2 separate regions of the Pan troglodytes genome follow, and region 1 is linked to region 2. Evidence: chromatin contacts called from public Hi-C data. All regions are on one chromosome and are shown on one strand. The core of a region is the stretch at or near the end of the contact, and the rest is flanking DNA. Distances in the headings are between cores, read along the strand shown.

Region 1 (4,255 bases), core at 1,116-3,615, 190 kb after region 2:
TACAGGACATAAGAAGTCATGGATCTCAGAAGGCTGGGCCGATTACAAGCTTAACAGAACCTAGGAGTGTAATGCAGCTGCCAAGAAAGCCAATGCAAGGTCGGGCCATATTAATAGAAGTATAAAATCTCTAACAAAGGGGATGGTTGCCCTGCTCCTCACAATAATGGTCATGCCACACTGGAATTCAGAGAGGGCACCAAAACTTTCTAGCTGTTTCATTTTAAAATGACTAGGATGAGGAGGAGACTTGAAACCACAGTTTAGGGAACCAAGGCTCATATAGCTTGGAGCTCTGTCTCCTAAGAGTTAAAAATCTGGAACAGGAAAAGGAAGCCATGTAGTCCTAGAAGACAGAGCTGGGACCAAGTGAGGGGAGTTGCAAAGGGAGCTAACACATAATGACAGCCCATCATATGCCAAGTGCTATGCCAGGTGCTTTCACACTATTGCTTCAGAGCTCATCAGAAGATAAAACTGTTTTCTACTACTAATTACAAATTGTCTTTACTTACATTACTCCAACTGCCCAGAAAGTCTTTCTGCAAAGCTCCTTGTATACAAATACAACCTATCTCCAGACCCAAACTAAAGGCCACCTTGTCTGTGAAGCCCTAACTTTTCACCTGTACTAACTACAATTCTCTTACCAGACCGCAAGTTCCTTGAAAGACAAAGGTCATCACGATACATTTTTCTCCTCCTCAATACCTAATAAGAAATTGCTCATAACAGGCCTTAAGAATGAATAAATGCCAAAGAATGGCTGGGCGCGGTGGCTCACACCTGTAATCTCAGCACTTTGGGAGGCTGAGGCAGGCAGATCACCTGAGGTCAGGAGTTCGAGACAAGCCTGGCCAACACAGTGAAACCCCGTCTCTACCAAAAATACAAAAATTAGCCAGGCATGGTGGCACGTGCCTGTAATCCCAGCTACTTGGGAGGCTGAGGCAGAAGAATCGCTTGAACCCAGGAGGCAGAGGTTGGATTGAGCCAAGATCGTGCCACTGCATTCCAGCCTGGATGACAGAGCAAGACTCCGTCTCAAAAAAAAAAAAAAAAAAAAGAATGAATAAATGCCAAAGAAGATACAGAAATGGCCAATAAGCACATAAAAAGATGCTCACATCATTAGCCAATAGGGAAATGCAAATCAAAACGACAATGAGATACCACTCCACACACACTAGGTTTGCTGTAAGTGATGACAACACTGATGACAGCAATTGTTGGTGAGGATGTGGAAAAGGTAGAACCCTCACACGTTGCTTTTGGGAATGTAAAATGGTGAAGCCACCCTGGAAAATGGTTGGGCAGTTCCTCAAAATGTTAAATGTACAGTTACTCTATGGCCCAGCAATTCCACTCCTAGGTATACACTGAAGAGACATGAAAACATACATTCACATAGAAATCTGTACACAAATGTTCACAGCAGCATTATTCACAATAGCTAAAAAGTGGAAACACAAATGTCCATCAACTGACAAATGACATCCTGTATGGATGTACATCCAATAAAATGTAGTACATCCATACAGGGAATATTATTCAGCCACAAAAAGGAATAAAGTACTGATATATGCTACAACATAGATGAACCTTGAAAACATTAAGCTCAGTGAAAGAAGCCAGACACAAAAGGCCACATATTGTATAATTCCATTTATATGAAATGTTCAGAACAGGCAAATCCAGAAACAGAAAGCAGATTAGTGGTTGCAACATCTAGGGGGAGAGGAGAATGGGGAGTAACTACTATTGGAACCAGAGTTTTCTGAGGGTCCGGGGTGGGGTGGGAGAGTGATAAAACATTCTGGAATTAGTGGTGCTGGTTGCACAATCTTATAAATGTTCTAAAATCCACTAAATTGTATATTTTTAAAGGTTGAATTTTATGGTATGTGAATTATACCTCAAAAGAAAAAAGAATGAATGTATATTCAGTCAGAATCTGCCTATTCTTCAGGAGGCAGAGAGTGCCTCATACCTAGAGGCACCCAAAGAGGGCTGGATGTTGACCATCAGAGAAGCTAAAGTGGGGACCTGAATACTGGAAAGGAAATGAGGCTGGAGACAAAAGTGCCTAAGATCCTGTCTGACCCATCTAGGAGTTGTGACTGAGCCCCTGATGTGTCCTGGGAAGGATCCTGCCCCTCCCCACCCCTGCTGGACTCTTGAGCCCTTGGGAATTCCGGGGGCCTCCCTCAATTGTTTGTGCTTTACATCCTGCCCCAGTACACTGTCCATCTGCAAAGGCTGGTCAAACACACAGGCTTCGCAGGAGGCCTGGGTGCTATCCCTTCAAACAAAAGGGCATTGAGATGGAAGCCTCAGCCCAGCCTCAAAGAGGATTCTTATGCAGCCTTCCTGAGCCTTCCATCCACATGAATGGAGGATCCTGGAGACCAGTCAGCCTGCCCAGCTGCTGCCTAGGGCTGTGCTCTCCTGCTGGTTAGCCTTTGGAGAATAAACAAGGTTTCTATCAACCAATCAATCAACGGGCCAGACTCCATCTGTACTGTGTGTCTTCTGAGTGCCAGCCAGCCTTGTGTGACTTACTACGGTGAAGGCAGGAGAAGGAGGTGCCATATACCTTGCTGTGACAGGGCTCACAGCCTAGGTCAGGAGAAATATATAAGAAGCAACTGAAGAGAAAAGTGAAGAGATGAATCAGTAAACATGACACAGCAATGGTGTGAGGCAGGTCAATTATCATCCCTACTTTGCAGATGAAGAATCTAAGGTTAAAGAGGTTAGACAACTTTTCCAAGGTCAGAGAACTAACCAATGGTCACAGCCGGGATTCAAGCCTTGTTTTGTCAGACTCCAAAGTCCTCACCACTGCTTCCTGCTAATGATAAGAAATCCACTTGAAGGCCAGGTGCAGTGGCTCATGCCTGTAATCCCAGCACTTTGGGAGGCTGAGGCGGGAGGATCACGAGGTCAGGAGTTCAAGACCAGCCTGGCCAACATGGCGAAACCCCGTCTCTACTAAAAATACAAAAATTAGCCAGGTGTGGTGGCACACACCTGTAATCCCAGCTACTCTGGAGGCTGAGCCAGGAGAATCGCTTGAACCCAGGAGTCAGAGGTTGCAATGAGCTGAGATCGAACCACTGCACTCCACCCTGGTGACAGAGTGAGACTCCATCTCCAAAAAAAAAGAAAAGAAAAGAAATCCACTTGTATCTGCATCCATTGACAGAATCACAAGGAGAGGAGGACTGATTGCCTTAGAAGGACTTTGGGCCTAGGGCTCTTGCTCAGAAGGGAGGAACACAAAGGAGGCAGGACATAGTAGAGCCTCAAAGTTCAGAAACTGAAATTTTCTGAGGTTTTTTCAAAAAGGCAGAGACAGAACAGGAAGTACAAGGCAAGCAGCTTAAGTGAATATTAGAAGCCCAGTAACACACTGGCTTGATTGTTTTCAATATTCTTAGATTCATCTCTGTTCCTCAGTTTCCAGGAAAATTCCTTGGGAGAAAAATTCCAGTTGGTTCTGGCGGTGCTGACATGAATTGCGTTATGATTTTGATTAAGCTGGGATTTTAGAGGAGAGATAGCACTTGGGCGACAGAAATGATGGTAGGGAGGCAGAGCCTGACAATTGCCCCTGCTGTTAGGCCCTGAGCGATTACAGCTTTGTGGCCTACACTGCCTCAAGAGGCAGGACCATGCCCAAGATGATGCCTGGCACATACAAGCAGGAAGGCACTCACATTAGTTCCTCATGTTCCTCAGCCATCAGAATGGCTGCTGATCATACTGATCACCTCTCAACCCATCTCAGCTGCCACTGCCGTAAAAATAAAGACAAAGCTTCTTCATGTGGCCTCTGATGCCCTGTAGGGTCTGCTTGTTCTAGGCTCCTGGCACCTTCCTCTAGCTGGAGTACCATTGGCCTTTTTCAGTCCTTCACACTGGCCTGGCTTCCTCCTCCCGCAGGATTCTTGTAAATAAAAGTTCCTTGTGCTAGAGAGCTCTTCCCAACCTTTTCCACCTAGATAAACTCTTCCTTATCCTTCAATTCCAAGCTCAAGCTTCCTTTGACCAGGGGAAATCTGGCTGTCACAGGCTCTCCTGATTCTCTGTGTCCTTCCTTTGCAGCATTTGTACTAGTTGTCATTTCGCATTTGTAGGATTCACGTCTGACAAGGCTTTGAGCTCCATGAGGCAAATCCTGTACATGTCTGACTACTGATCTACCAAGCACAGTGCCACACATAGTAGGCACTATTTGTTTAATGAATAA
Region 2 (4,335 bases), core at 527-3,026:
CCAGTGTCTGCACATTAATAGTCTTCAGGGATCCTGTTGCTCCTGTTGCCCCAAGTGGGAGCCAGGTCCTGAGCTTATTTGTCTCGGTCCCCAAACAGCCTCCTGGTCCTCCAGCCCTTGTCTGCCTGGCTCTGTGCTCGGCTCTGTAACAGGAAAGCTGGGAATGGGAGTCCAGGAAAGGATTCAGATTGCCAGTGGGATGAAAAAAATTCACAGTGGGATGAAAAAAACGTGATGCACATTGAAGGAGCAGAGTTGGGGCCTGGGACTCTCAGAGGAAAAACAGAGCCAATTGGAGAGGGCAGTGTAGGGGGTTTCTGGAGTGGAATACTCAAGAGCCTGGAACTGGTTCAGCGCTTTGGTGTCCTGGAGGTGTGGCTGGAAGAGTTAGAAACCCTTAAGGGCTTCCCGGGGTCAGGAGCCTCTGGCACCTTTGTCTCCTCCTGGGATTGGTAGATATGCCTATCTTGAGGGGGTTGCTCTGTCTTTGCAAAGCCCTCAAGGGCTTCCCGGGGTCAGGAGCCTCTGGCACCTTTGTCTCCTCCTGGGATTGGTAGATATGCCTATCTTGAGGGGGTTGCTCTGTCTTTGCAAAGCCCTCGGGAGCTGGGCCTAAGTTATCTCTGGGTCTCCCAACACCCCTTTCCCTTTGGATAAGTCTTTGTTTGCACACTCCTACTACAACTGTCCCCAGAGAGGCCCAGGTAAGTCTCTGAGAACACCCTGCAGGTAGGTGGCCCAGCTAGGACTAGAACCCAGGTGTGCAGACTCCCAGTCCAGGTCTCTCCCCCACTACCAAGGATTCCCCTCACATCAGGCTCATCTTTTCTTATACTAAAAGGTGGCTGATGAGGAAGGTGGCACAGATTGTAGGATGAGTTATTGGGTTCTGGAGGCACTGTTGGGTGGGTGGGTGGATCTCTTAGTTATTATATTTATCTAGTGTGGAAGGCACCACAGAGCCCCTTCCACGTCCCAGGCTCTGCTCCAGCTGGGTTAAGTCAATGCATATTTGAAATAGAGGAAGGAGCTCGAGGGACTGACCCGGGCTCCGTCAACAGGTTCAACGTAGCAAAGTGAAAGTTCTCTCCCAGGTTAAAGGGATTCTCCCACGGCGGCCCGGGAGATGGTGGCGGCGGGCGCCCGGCTGGAGGCCTGCGCCTTTAAGGAGCCAGGGGGCGGAGGGGCGGGGCAGGAAGACGACTCCCCGGAGACGCCGCCACCGGCTAGGTCTTTTTTTGGGAGGGGGCGGGCCAGACCCTTTTATGGGCTCCGCCCCCTTTGCGGCGGCCGCGTCCCCCTTCCGCCCTCGGCTGGAGGGGAGGGAGCTAGGGGGGCGTTGAAGCGGACCCCGTCTGGGAGCTCCCCGCTGGGCGTCCGGCCCGCGGAGGCGCGAGTTTGCTGACACGGAGGGAGCCGCTGGGGCGGGGGCGAGTGCTAATAATACCCGTTCGTTCCGCAGCCGCGCTTTACAGTTTACACAGCTGTCACCTTCGTTTCTCCTTAATTAATAATAAAAATAGCCGCCGTTCGGGAGCGCGGGCTGGGCGCCAGGCCCGGTGCCGAGCGCGGTACGAGCTCGGCCCCCAGAGCCGGCCCTCGCCACAGGATCCCCATTTTCCAGAGCGGGAAGCCGAGGCTCAACCCCGCGCCGCGACTTGCCCGAGGTCACCCAGTGGGCCAGCGGCTCCGGGACCGAGGCGCGGGGCGGGGTGAGGCGAGGCGCGGTGCTGCCCCCGGCTCCCCGGGGCGGCGCGGGGCGGGGCGGGCGGCGCGGAGGGCGGGGGCGCGCGCGGATGGCCATCTTAAGTGGCCGCCTGGAGCCCAGGGCCGCTGTCCGGGGAAGGGGGCGCCGGAGCAGCCCGGGAGGTGGGGGTCTGCGTGCGGCGGCCGGGATCCCGGGAGGGAACTTTCTACTAGACGGGCCAGGGATCCTCCTGGCTTCGGACTGCTGAACCCCCTCAAGGCCCGGCCTGCGGGTGTGGGGGGTGGTGCTGGGGAACTTGGCCGAGAGGGGGAAGGGCTCTGCGGGGCTGGGAGGGGCTGCGTGAGAGGCTCGAGAACGTCGCACCTCGTCTGGGCCCCCCGCCAGAGTAAGAATCTTCAGAAGCCTGGTTAGCCAGGGGATCTCCCCGCAGGCTTTGCCGGGGGACGGTCCCCGTGGAGTTGGGGGTTCAGATCTAAGAGGGGCCTGCATTTCGCGGGAGTTGGGGGCCCTGCCCGCCTGGGTGGAGGGAAGAGGATGGGTAGGGGGTGGTCCTGGATCCTTCGCAGGTTTGGGGAACTCGATGCAGCCAAGCTGTACGGGGGACGAGAGGAAGAGCCATGGAGTGGAATCAGACCTTTATGGGGCTTAGGGGTCATATCATTGGGAGAACGGAGAAGCGCTGAATTCTCCAGGGGGTGCCTGGATCCCGAAGTGTCGGGGCCAGGATGGGGGGACTCGGATTTCGATGGGGGTTTGGGGACTGGATCTCCTCGGGTGAATGATGGGGGCAGGATCATTGTGGGGTCTGGGAGGTCCCGGGCCCTTCGGGAAGGTGGGGGCACCGTCCCCGCAGGAGGAGCTGGGGGCAGGGGCGGCCCGGGCTGCGGGCCGAGCGGAGGGGGAGGGGGCGGCAGCCGGCCCTGCGCTCCGCTCCTGCCCCTCCCCCGCCGCCTCTGAACAAACTTTTCTTTCTCTTCAAGTTGAGGCCGGCGCTGCAGGCAGCGGCGGCTGCGCGGTGAACGAGGCGGCCTGCGCGGCGGAGTGCTGAGTCCCGATCCCCGGCTCTGTCCGGCCCACGGATCCTCAAGCCCGGGCCCCGGGCCCGGCCCCAGCCTGAGCCCTGAGCGTCTCGGGGCGGATGGCGCGGGGCGGCGGGGGCGGGCAGTGCTGAGCCCTGCGCGGGCCATGGCCTCGGCCTGCGGGGCGCCGGGCCCGGGGGGCGCCCTGGGCAGCCAGGCCCCCTCCTGGTACCACCGCGACCTGAGCCGGGCGGCCGCGGAAGAGCTGCTGGCCCGGGCGGGCCGCGATGGCAGCTTCCTGGTCCGAGACAGCGAGAGCGTGGCGGGGGCCTTCGCGCTCTGCGTCCTGTGAGTGGGGCGGGGGCTCCTTGCGGGCTGGCGTGGACCGGGAGCGCGGGCACGGCCGGGTGTGGAAAGGGCCCGGGTGAGGGTGCCTGGGGCGGTGGGACGCCAGACCCGCCTCCACCCCCCAGAGTGGGAGCCTTGGCTTTCTCCTGGGTCTGAGGAGGGACGCAGGGGCACTTCCTGCTGTGTGTCTGGGGGCACTTTCAGGAGCCTTGAGGGTAGAGAATATGGGGTTCTGTGGCCTAGTGTGACTGCGATGACGAAAAATTCGGGCATTCCCCCGCAGACCCCTTCAGGCATCCTCCAGGTAGAAGGGAGCAGGGGAGAGGATGTGCATTCCACGTTGTGTGCAGTCCCGTTTGGATAGGGACTGAGTGGTGAGCAGGAGAGGGAGTCGGGGCAGAGGGACTGACGGGGTGTGTGGGGATGCCTGGCAGCTTCCTTAGGGCCCCTCTCGGTGCTTTGGGGTTCTGCCTGGCCGTGTATGGGTGGTGGGGGCGGTGATGGGTGGTGTAGAGAGGAAGGCTTGGGGAAGCAGAGGCTGAGGGTGTATGGGACCTTGCCATTATTTCTGAACCAATGAGTGAGTGTTTGAGCCCTGGCTCTGGGCTTGAGCCCTGGTTACCTGGCTGCCCTAGCCCTGAGCTATGAGTGCTGAGAGCAGAGCCAGACTTGGTGCTTCTCTGAGTGGGCCAGGTCCTGTGGCTGTGCCTTTCAGCCCAGTGTGGTTGGTAGTGGTGCTGGGGTGAGTTAGCACTCTTGGTTTTGCAGCCTTCTACCGGCTTTGTACCTCCTGCCCTGCAGTCTGACATTGAGTTGGCTTCTGTGGGCCCAGTGAGTGGGAATTTGTGGGGGCTGCTTTATTTAGATCAGTTATTTAGATCTTTATTTAGATCTTTCTTAGCTCTGTGAACCCCCTCCCAAACTCCTGTCCCGCTGTACCTTCCTTACCCCTTTGTTCTCCTGACATCTTTGGTCGGGGGGCACATTAGCCTAGACCAGGGGAGACCTTTTTTTTTTTTTTTTTTTTTTTGAGAAAGAGTCTCGCTCTGTTGCCCAGGCTGGAGTGCAGTAGTGCAATCTCGGCTCACTGCAACCTCCGCCTCCTGGATTCAAGTGATTCTTCTGCCTCTGCCTCGCCAGTAGCTGGGATTACAGGCGCTCGCCACCAAGCCCAGCTAATTTTTGTATTTTTAGTAGAGATGGGGTTTCACCATATTGGCCAGGCTGGTCTTGAACTCCTGACCTTAAGTGATCCACCTG

What was found. A called contact is a pair of places that touch in the nucleus more often than the background predicts.
Region 1: a contact with region 2 is called in a Hi-C map of stem cell-derived neural progenitor cells, with 3 times the contacts expected there. The contact joins the enhancer-like site here to the promoter of INPPL1 in region 2. A contact is called at or near these places in 1 of 7 Hi-C or Micro-C datasets (stem cell-derived neural progenitor cells) and 1 of 1 datasets of contacts at active chromatin or transcription factors (stem cell-derived excitatory neurons).

The regions. Positions count from the first base shown.
Region 1 is chr9:74,448,631-74,452,885 of NHGRI_mPanTro3-v2.0_pri, forward strand. The region is part of intron 2 of CLPB (ClpB family mitochondrial disaggregase); the gene reads right to left. Among named protein-coding and RNA genes, the nearest start is that of CLPB, 21 kb to the right of the region's middle. Within about 2 kb of position 2,366, at least 11 of the 24 cell types and tissues checked have an H3K27ac peak or open chromatin away from gene starts, as enhancers often do. A contact at or near this core is called in stem cell-derived neural progenitor cells, where this site is marked.
Region 2 is chr9:74,255,720-74,260,054 of NHGRI_mPanTro3-v2.0_pri, forward strand. It overlaps INPPL1 (inositol polyphosphate phosphatase like 1), which reads left to right and starts at 1,777. Exons shown (of 29, transcript XM_063784305.1): 1 at 1,777-1,869; 2 at 2,689-3,075.